Linked DNA regions of Zea mays: region 2 is linked to region 1. The links are chromatin contacts, called in public Hi-C maps. All regions are on one chromosome and are shown on one strand. Each heading gives the region's core, a stretch centred on a gene start, on an enhancer-like site or on the middle of the called end of the contact. The rest is flanking DNA. Distances are from core to core; before and after follow the strand shown. Region 1 holds the start of LOC103651575 (chlorophyll a-b binding protein of LHCII type 1). Region 2 holds the start of LOC100382448.

Region 1 (5,648 bases), core at 1,014-3,513:
AAGTTGGGGTGTCTTATATATAGCAGGCCAAGGGGTTGCTTGGAGGTCCATTGAAAGTGGAGATGTGCTCTAGTAAATGGAATTTGCGTCCTCTTGAATGAAGTGCTTATGTTCTAGCATCTGCTTATTTTTGCCTTTGTTGTAGATCTTTGCGATACAACTCTTTAGAGGATTCATCTATCTATCTTCGAAGCTTTATCAATATAGGGTCTTGTCGGTATACATCTTCATATGAAATTATAACCATAGCCTTTCTATTACACAATCACCCTGCATAATTGAAGGGGGTGCAATTATATCATTTTCAACTCTAACATGCCTTTCTCTCTCTCTCTCTCCAGAGACCTTCTTCTCCCCCTTTTATGAAGCGCGACCTCGGAGGCACCGAAGCTTTGCTTCACTTTGGGCTCTCTACCAGCTTTGGCCCCTTTCCTTTATACAAAGCTCCGTGTTTGTTTCGTAACCAGGAGTTTCACTTTCTTAAGCTTTGACTTTGATCTAGACCTTTTCCCTCAAAGCATGCCTAGACAATGATTTGTGTCAATATATGGACCTTTCACCAAAGACCTTATTCCTAACAATAACACAATCAAAATACAAGGTCCACAAAGCAAACCCATCAGGACTCCTGAAGAAGGCTCTGAAGGAGTAACACCGGTATGTGGTATGCGTTTATGATATTACATCAGTTGAGCTACCATTTCCATCGTGTGGTGCCGTTCAGATGGGCAGAGAGGTAGTTGCATGCAGTTGTAATTTTCTCTTGCCACTCACGTGACTGTTGAGATCGATGTAATTGTAAGAACTTCTCAAGTGCCACAAGTTGCTACAAGTCAGTCAGTGTGACCGTTAGGCTTCAATAGTGGCCATGTCTGCTGGAGGGGATATGTAGTCACTTCACTTCTTCAGACTAGCTCTAGCAGATCGTGCATATGGCTAGACTGGCTCCAGCAGGTCGTATATATGGTCGTGTAAAATACTGTTTTACACTACAGCCTCGAGCAGAGACAATTTCAGTCATTGTCAAACAATAAATTTAGTTTTGATCTTCTGGATGCATGGGTTTAGGGTTTTATGTAGTAGATCGTTTTTCACATATCTTCACGTGAATTTGGCTCCAATTGTCGTTGTCAGCATGAGCTACGCTTGCAATCTATTCCCTCCGTTCTTTTTTATTTGTTGACCATGTATTTTATGCATGGCGTGCTCACAACAATCATGTACATTATGCATAAATGAAGACATAATATATTTACAACATATTTTATTGATCAGCTCCACATCATGCATACAAATACACTAGCGGTACAATCTCTGGCTCCCAAAGCTCCCTTCACAAATACTGGTGCAACCTGCAGTACGTAGGAATACGTACGTCTACGGTACACGCATGCAAGCATCATGCCCTCGCTCACTTGCCGGGGACGAAGTTGGTGGCGTAAGCCCAGGCGTTGTTGTTGACGGGGTCGGTGAGGTGGTCGGCGAGGTTCTCGATGGGGCCCTTGCCGGTGACGATAGCCTGCACGAAGAAGCCGAACATGGAGAACATGGCGAGGCGGCCGTTCTTGATCTCCTTCACCTTGAGCTCGGCGAACGCCTCCGGGTCGTCGGCGAGCCCGAGCGGGTCGAAGCTGCCGCCAGGGTACAGCGGGTCGACCACCTCCCCGAGCGGGCCGCCGGCGACGCGGTACCCCTCGACGGCGCCCATGAGCACCACCTGGCACGCCCAGATAGCCAGGATGCTCTGCGCGTGGACAAGGCTCGGGTTGCCGAGGTAGTCGAGCCCGCCCTCGCTGAAGATCTGGGAGCCCGCCTTGAACCACACCGCCTCGCCGAACTTGACGCCGTTGCGGGCGAGCAGCTCCGGGAACACGCACCCGAGCGCGCCGAGCATGGCCCAGCGGCAGTGGATCACCTCCAGCTCGCGGTTCTTGGCGAAGGTCTCCGGGTCCGCCGACAGCCCCGCGGTGTCCCACCCGTAGTCGCCGGGGAACTCGCCGGTCAGGTAGCTCGGAGGTGAGCCGGACAGCGGGCCCAGGTACAGGACGCGGTCGGCACCGTACCAGGGGCTGCCGGAGGCCGCCGGCTTGGGCTTGGCGGCGGTCTTGCGCATGGTGATGCGGCCCTCGCCGAAGACGTCCCTCGTGCCAGCCGCCGGCTTGCCGACGAGCGCGCGGGAGGTGATAGCCATGGTGGCGGCAGCCATGTCGATCAGATCGTAGCTCCTTCTGATGCTCTGTGTTGTGTATGCAGTATGCGTGTGATGGCTGTGTCATAACAGAACACAGCAGCTGCCTTTTATACAGTTGGGTTTGGATAGCAGGTCATCTTTTCCTGAACTGCGATTGGCTGGTTGGTCTCGCCGGGGTGGCTTGGCGTCTGACGTGGCTCCTCGTGGGCCCCAATGGCCTATCACACAAGAATCCTGGGGTGTGCCACATAGCATAGGAATGGGCGTAGCTAATCAGGAGCTGCCACTTGCCATCGTGGGAAAAAATGGATGAGATAGGATGGGCTTTGTTGCCCCGCGCTTCTTGCTATTTGTCAAATGCATAATCAATGAAGTCTTTTGTGTTGATTCATCGAAATGGATCATGTGTATCTTTCTGGTTCAACCACCAGACGCATGAACTGGATACAAGATGGGTCGCATGGGAACATACACACATCTTGTATACTGTTTTGCATCTCCGTTAAAAAAAAATATGCACAAAAGCTATGTATCATTGCATTTAATCTTGTTTGGTGGACATGTAAATAGAGAGATTCATGGGATGAACCCCCTCAATTGAATATCGAGAGGATTCATCCGCCATTGATCGCCTCCACCTGCCCACCAAACTAGCCCTTAAGCCCATTTATTTTCTTTTATTTTAAGGAATTGGAATCTAACTAATAGAATAGTCTATTTTTTTTAGAATATGATATTTTACAACTTTTCAAAGTTTATATATAAGTGTATCTTAAATTTATGAGGTGAAAGATAAAAATTAATTCTATAAATTTGCATACTACTTTTACAATGTACAACTTATAGCACACTCTTCTATTTGCTTCTCTATATCATAATTGTAATGTATAACTATCTCTCTCATATAATTATAATTTAGGATAACATATTTACATATACAAATATATTAACTTAGTTGGTTTATGTCTAAATTATGATTATTGGGATGCAATTCAATTTCAACGAAACAAACGGTGCTATATTTTTTCTCACATGAGCAAAAATAGCATGCCACTTGTCAACTCAAGAACCAAAAGAGAAACATATCTAGACTGTTTGGGTTTCTTCCAATGAGTGTGTTGATTGTGCGTAATCTATGAACGTGGAGTGTTGTCCTTCCTGTAGAATTGCAATTTTTAGGAGTTTTTTTTTTTGAAGAAAAAGGCAAATCTAAACACAATCCTTTGCCATTATGGACTGTTGGAGCTGGGCCATTGAGCAGTTGACGAATGAGAGCTACAAAGGCGAACTACCGTACAAGCTGTTTGGCCTACTTCAACCCGTCAATCACATGTGTGAACTCTAGCGAGACCGTTGAGATGATGGGCCTCACCGCGGGATTTGCGAGCTCCCTCCACATTACAGATAGCAATGGAGCCCCGTGTCCAATTCTCCGTGCGGATTTTTTCTATTATAGGATGTTGATAGAGAAGTTTTTTCGCACAAGGATATAAATAAAGAAAATTCATCCCTAAACGAGTATAGAGACAGGAAGCAATCCTCGTCTCCGTTTTCCGCGGAGACCTGTTAAACCTGTACGTAACGATGTTTTCGTATACTAATTAATGATAAAAATAATTAATTAATTTGTCAAGAGATTAATCATTGTATAAATATGTTTATTTTAATATACACATAATTATTTCTTACATCTAACAATATTTATAAGTGAAAATGTTTTGCATTAATAATTATGGATGTATGTTTTAATTATAATTTAAATGGCGACGAAAAAAAATGTCTTTCGCAAGCGTTTGTGAGGGTCTATAATTTTTTTTTGCCGCGGGGATAGTCTGAGTGTCATCCCTGCTCCACATCTAACTATCTAAGGCTGTCCGCACAGGTGGACTCAATGGCTTACGCCACCAGACATTGCGTTACTCTAACCCAGAATTTTGCTGCAGCCGTACCGTATGCTACTCCGCACACTATTTTAGTGTAGGCAGGTCCGAACGACAACTATCTATCGCTTGGTCCACCTAGGGACGGCAGCAACAGATAAACTATCCGTGGATAGTGTTTCTGAACATCTATATCCGCGACTTATATTCGATGTCCGAACCCGTACCCATTACCTGCTACGAATAAAAACAATATCCACATCCGTTACCCGATATCCGCGGATATATCCGTTTGCCCACTATACATACAACATATTTAAATCCAGCAAATTCAAATATGATAACATATTTGTCCAGCAAATTTAAATATGATAAAAACATACAACCATACAGAATTTGTCCAGCAAATCAAATCTGATATATGTATTAAGGCATACAACGAGCAATATAAAATTGTCTAGCAAAATCAAATCTGAATTGTTCAAATTCATAAAATTACAAACATACAAGTGGTCCGTGAAGTGGTTCCAAACTCCGGTGACCCCACATGTCAGGTTACTTTAACGGATATTCGGATATTCAGGTATGGATAATGATTTTTCGTACCTGTTTTAAAAATATCCACGGATATCAAATGCTACCCGTATCCGTATCCATGGGTACAGGCTCCTACCCAAAACCGTGCCCAACAGGTTTTTTATCCGCGGGTACGCAGATAAATCACATTCATTATCATCTCTAGTCCACACCGATAAGGAAATATAGTGAAAAAGAAATAGTAAAATATATGGTTGTTGGTATAGCGTTGAGATATAGAGTAAATATGGCTGCAGATGATTGTGATATAGAGTAAATAATTTTGCTGGCAAGGACTAAATATTCCTTTAGAGTAAAAATTTAGAGTAATATAAATGAGGATAGTCTAAAGAACTGATTCACTTCTAACTTTTTCAGTGAAATGAACCAGCTCCGTAAACTCCAGATCTTCCAATAAACTTGAATCTACCTGTTAGATTCTACAATCTACAGATCACTTAAATTAGTGCTCTAAAAAAATCATGGATATATATAATTGGTAATAATTATACATCATGTCATTAATAAGTGGAAAATAAGGTTGCGTTGTCTTTCTTTTTGTCCTTCGTCCTTTTCTCTCTCCATCTCGCTCGTCCATCTCGTCCATGGCCGCCATCGGTGGCTTGTCGCGCTTGGCCGTCCGAAATACCAGCGACTGTGCAGGATCCGATCGTGCTAGCTACGGAACAAAGTGGCATGTTATCCAAGGTGAAAGGCTACGGATCTAGTTGTATTAAAGGAAAGAATATTTTTTTATAATAGATTAAAACTTTTTTTAGTTCACTATAACTCAACCTGCACATGGTGGTAGGGATACTACCTGGTAACATAATCAACAAACTAACATAGGGCATTATACCACACGGGATGTAGGGTACTGCGTTATCCAGCCGAACATATATAAATCGTTATCTTGTATTCACCATGGAACTTTGCTTATACCGAAACCCACTAATTCTTACTCTAGGTAACCCTACAATAGACTTATTTGTCATCAGGTA
Region 2 (5,648 bases), core at 1,504-4,003, 220 kb before region 1:
CGGGTTGCCATCGCGCCAGGCCGAAATCTCCAACCTGTCGGGCAATCATTATGGAACTTACAACCATAATATGAAATTAATACTTCAACAGGAACCACAAAAAAAATATTGAATGGCTAGCAGAGATCAGCAGATAGATAAGCATCGCTCCAAAGAAAATCTGCTTTAGATAAGGCCATCCTATCATGCAAACTGTAATAGCAAAGAATATGATAGATTGACCTCCATAAGAAAGACTCCAAACATCGCCATAAATGTTTAATGGAAACAAATAGTCTACCACCAGTGCCTGATTATTGCATCCAATACAGAAACCTTAACCTATATGGAAAGGTTCCTAATGCCAAAGACACGAGCAAATGGTAAACTTTACTACACCACAATCAGCAAAGTAGGACTATACCAGTGGTTCGAAATCATGTGTGACAAGGATGTTGTTTGGTCTCATGTCACGATGGATTATGCAGCCAACCCTACATTCCTCGTGAAGGTACCGCAGCCCACGAGCAGCACCAACTGCAATCTTTTGTCGTGCAGTCCACTCCAATGTTTCTCGATTATGACCTGAATGATATTTCAAAAAATAGCTTAACAGGACAGATATATGTCAACATCACTAGGCTCGCAGGACCCTTGGTACAAAAAAAGTGAAACAGAGAGAGAAGAATCAGGAATACAAAGTTGTTAAGTGCATCAAGAACTTGAAGACAGCATGTGCCATGACCAAACTAATGGTTTATGTACATAAATCCTACCGAGAAAACGGTCTTACCATAGAGATGTGAATCCAAAGATCTATTGCAGATGTACTCGTAAACCAATAAACGCCTTCTGTCCTCAACGCAAAAACCTATCAGCATTACAACATTTCGATGTTGTGCACAACTAAGAACTTCCACCTCTGAGCAGAACTCAACATCACCCTGGGAACTAGCAAGCTTGTGTTGCTTAACAGCAATAGCCTGGCCATCAGGAAGGACACCTCGATGAACAGACCCAAATCCACCTTCAGCTAAGAAGTTTGCTTGTGAGAAACCACCAGTTGCAAGTTCCAGTTCAGCATAACTAAACCAGCGAGGAGGCTTTCCAAAAACAGGTGCCTTGTGCTGACATATTGAACAAAGCGGAGGTGGTCCAGGAGGTGCATTCCTTGCCAACAAAACAACATCCCTGACATCTCCTCGGAAGTTTAAGTCTGACCTGCTTCTCATAGCATTAATTTCATTCAGGAGATCCAGCTTGGAAAACTTTTCCAACAAAACATCTGCAGTTGCAGTGCGATTTTTTCGTGGAACTTTTCCAAGTGATCTTGACGATGCTGGTCCCTGTAGAATATCAGACATCCATGGCTGAAGTGAGAAATTTGCTGGAGGGCTCAATGTTTCACTGTCTGAATCAGAAATATTAGCATCTGAATGCTGAATTTTATCCTTTGTTTGTTGCACCTCTTTCTTCAGAGAACCATTTGTTTCAGAAGCAGAAAACGGAGATGTCCCAGGGTCTGAACTCGAGACAGAGGAAGTTCCCGCTTCAGTACTTCCGAAAGGTGTCTCCAGGTCTGGGCTGCTATTTGGGGTTACAACAGGTCCTCGAATTGAACTCCGTGCTTCCTTAACATCAGTTGCAATTTTACTGGTAGAACCATCTAGCACAGGTGGAACTGCACATGTTGCTTTAGACTCTTTATCAGGAGATCCCACAAGATTAAGTCGAAGGACTTTAGGCTGAGATCGCTTCATAACAACAATGTTGCACTGAAGCTCCTCCACACAACGCTTCTCCTCATGCTTCAAATCCCTGAGCAGCAGCAGCAGCAACATAAAATTTATTAAGCAAAAATAACAATGAAAGAACGTAGGATGTATTCAAGAAACTACTGATTTAGCAGTTGACCATACTTGTCTAGCACAACCCAGCTTGCCTGTGCTTGCTTGCACTCAGCAGCTACAACACCAGAAGGAGAGCCGGAAACAAGCTTATACCTCACATTTATCTGCAGAAACAACAATAAATTAAGCACACAAGTATACAACAATTTTATTGAAGATGTAAACGGGCATTAGCCCCAGCTCCAAACCTTGTCTATGTCATACACATCAATTTTCTTCAACATTTGAGAACACAACTCTGATAAATCACATTTCTGATCCAACATAGACTTATGGCCACTTGCACAGTCTCCAGCGAACAGCGGAAAGCCCCAGAACTTTCTGCCTGAAATAGAGAGGCGTGCAGATACTTTCAGGCAACTACTGCAAAACCAGAGAAACATTAACAACACTAGGCGATAAAAACCATGGATTTGGAGCACATGAGCACTCGTTGATATCCTGATGTACCAAACAGGAAAGCTAAAACCAGAAACAATACCAGAGCTGTGTGCCGGGATGACGACAAGAAGTATGATGCTTCCGCCTGGCTGCACGACATGCGTGAGCGCCCAGATGATGGCCGTCTTGGAGATCTCCCTCGTGGCTGCCCTCACCGCGACCACCACCTTCTCTGCCGCCACAGTGGCGGCGGCGGCGGCGGCGCCCTTGTCAGCCACGGACTTCCCCTTCCTCTGCAGCAGCTGGTGGCGGGAAGAGCCCACCATCATCTTCTTCTTCAAGACAACCAGTAATGCCTACAAATCCAGAAGCTCTAAGCCAGAAGCCCAATTGCGGAAGCAAATAACTCAACAACCAAAGACCCAAGACCCATGACCATGAAGCAGCAAGCGAAAGCAAGTATAAAGCAAGTGGAAGTGATGCTCGCCTAGTACAAACAACAGTACAACACAACAACCGCGTCGGGGGCTTTAATGCCAACGGGGAGCCGAGCGATCGAGCGAGTACCGGGCTGCCCTGGCAGTTGCCACCAGAGTTGGACGCCGGGCCTGCTTGGCAGGCGGAGCGGAAGCAAAAAGGCGAGCAACACGCCCGGTAGAGATGATTGCGTTAAAAAAGGAGGCGGCCGTTTCCCCAGTTCAAAGTGTTGGGCTGGGTCCCGACCCGACCCGACCCGAGGCCGCGGATTGAGAGAAAGATCGCAGCATTTATGGGCGGCCGCAGATGGGAGCGGGCGCCACCGCTCCGCTGCCCTGCGCGGCGCCTGTGCTGTGAGTGTCCTCGCCGCCACTGTAGCCGGGAAAAGATTGACACAGTGCAGTGCAGCCTCGTCCGCCCACACGATTGCAGGCACGCCGCAGGAATCGCCGTCACAAACTATTCCAGTCCTCGCAGATCTCGCCGCGCTTCGTGCCTTAGAATTGGACTCTCCATGTGGGAGAGGAACCAAAACCGGAATCGAAATTTCTCCCGTCAAGGAAACCCCCGGCGGCCCCCAAAAAACGCAGCGCTGGATTCGACTCGCATTTCCTTCCATAAATAACCCGAATGATATATAGTACCAAGTGCGAAAACGGGGGGAGACAAAACCGTCCAATTTCTTCAGCTCCCAATACGAGCGGGCGAAATCGCGTCCCGCCCTCGAATAACCGGAAACCAGAGGCCGCGAAGGGGAACGGACTCACCGGGGAAGCGACAGCGACGAACGAGCTCCAGCCTCCAACCGCCACCGACGGCAGCAGCAGTGCAGCACCCTCTCCACCTTGCAGAGCGACGGCGACGGCGACGGGACGCGGGGAAACCCTAGCCCTCACTGCGAACGCGTGGAAGCCGGGACAGAGGCGTTGGAAGCAGTGGCCATTAAAGAGACAAGTGCGCCGATTGCAATTAAAACCTCATGGCTCCGCGCTAACTTGTACTACCTCTTCCACCTCCTGACTCCACGACCACCACCACAGCGCACAGCCCCCATTGCCGTCGACCGCGGAAGTACCATCTTCGCCCTTCCGTCTTTCCCAATATACTAGCTATGCCACTCTCTGGATGGTGAAACGCATTTAAAAACCGGTAGCTGGGCCCAGAGAGCAACTCCCGTCGGTTTCCAATCGGACGGCCGGGGAGTAAATGCTGCCCAGGGTGCCCTCGTGGTCGTGGGCCGAGCGAGCAGGCTGTCCTAGCTGGGGACCGCCTGGCAGGATCAGAGAGGACTCGTGGCGGGTGTGCGCCTGTGCGGTCCCGCGCGCGCTCTGTGTGTGTGCAGTGGACAGTGACATGGTCCTCGTGGACGTGGTCCACCAAGAGCTTTATCTCCAGTGCTGCTGCTTCTGTTTGTTGCAGCCGCTGGATCCCAGGGTTGATCTGGTCTCTGTTGCCACTTGCCACTGTTTCTGCGTTCACCCAGCGCTGCCGCTGCTTGCCAAAAAAAAATTTGTCTGAACTTTTACAGGCCTTTTCGCTCGATGCAGTGGCCAGTGGAGACAACCGCTACGGTCTGGTCTCACTTTTTATTGAACAAAATGCCGCTCGTCCTATGTACTGTTTGGATGATGGGTTTAAGTGATCTTGAGAATCCGGATAAAAAGAATCTCAAAAGTTTTATAAAAAAATTATAAATTTTAAGAATCTGTAAGTTAACATCTACATAAAATCTAGCTCATTCCAATGAGAATCTAGAATTGTGAGAATTTTCTATCCGGGTTTTCAAAATTCACAGGAGCCAACAAATGGCATTGACTCTCGTTTACCTGTCAAAGTTGTTTTTATAGAGCAACCAAAGACCAAAAAAATGGTAAAATAGCTTAAATAGAGTTTAAAACAACATATCTCGTTATATTAGAAATATAGTCAATCTTAGGTGTAGTTGTTGCGCGCCTGTAGACCGAGAAAAACTCCAATCGACGGTGAGAGGATCTCTTTGTAAGATATAATGCACCAATTTTCACGGTCGTCGCTCTTTGTAAAATAACGTAAAATTATATATTCGAAACTTGATTGTTAGTTCTATATTCACACCAACCTAACAAACAAAACACATTTATATTATATTAAAACAAAGTCTACTCATATTATGTATAAAATTGTTGTAATGAACGGACAAGTGACTAGTTGTAAAATATACGTGAGACAAAGTTGATCAACCCCATTTTTTAGCTTCATCTTTTAATAGAAATGACAAAAGTACTTTTCACGTGAAGCTATTTTTTTTAAAAAAAAATCACCGTTTGGAACAACTTCACTTAATACTAGGTGTATGCCCGTGCGTTGCAACGGGAGTACGCTGGGATGAACATCGACACATATATCTTATATTTCCTTGGGGTCTAGAAAAAATTTGCTCGGAAGCCAAACATGTTAAGACTTGAGCGTTGTAGCACGTAGGGGTCATTTGGAGGCCGCCGCTGCGCGCGTAAAGACTCCCTACGCATGCACAGTGGAAGGGGAGGGGCACCACGCGGCTGCCGCTTCAGCCAGCCTAACACAACTATGCTTCTCTTTTCTCGCAACCTAGCCTAGCCTGCCCTTTTCATGGTTTTAAGGATGTGTAGTGTGATGGCTGCAGCCTTGCAGGCTCGCCCGCTGTGATTATAGGTTGCCAAGCGCTAACTCGCCTGGTATATTGCAACGCCGTCCTTTATCTGGGCTTTAGGGCGGCTATGTTCAGACAACAACAACATAGGCAAAGGGGGAGCAATGCACTGTAGCCAACATAGGCAAAACTGATCAACCCACCGTAATTCCGAACTCAGCTTCACCTATCCAAGTTATGTCCTTCCCATATTTGAGTCACGAAAAAAATCTACAACCAAATTGGATTTCCAA

Evidence for each region. Hi-C and Micro-C count contacts between places; a contact is called where the count stands out from the background.
Region 2: a contact with region 1 is called in a Hi-C map of ear, with 2.4 times the contacts expected there. The contact joins the promoter of LOC100382448 here to the promoter of LOC103651575 in region 1. A contact is called at or near these places in 3 of 25 Hi-C or Micro-C datasets (ear, leaf and tassel) and 1 of 3 datasets of contacts at active chromatin or transcription factors (leaf).

Annotation. Positions count from the first base shown.
Region 1 is chr3:228,965,110-228,970,757 of Zm-B73-REFERENCE-NAM-5.0, reverse strand. It overlaps LOC103651575 (chlorophyll a-b binding protein of LHCII type 1), which reads right to left and starts at 2,263. Exons shown (of 1, transcript NM_001397177.1): 1 at 1,250-2,263. The coding sequence starts at 2,206. The coding sequence ends at 1,412.
Region 2 is chr3:229,186,069-229,191,716 of Zm-B73-REFERENCE-NAM-5.0, reverse strand. It overlaps LOC100382448, which reads right to left and starts at 2,753. Exons shown (of 9, transcript NM_001175189.1): 1 at 2,371-2,753; 2 at 2,078-2,214; 3 at 1,899-1,993; 4 at 773-1,797; 5 at 404-564; 6 at 1-34. The coding sequence starts at 2,599.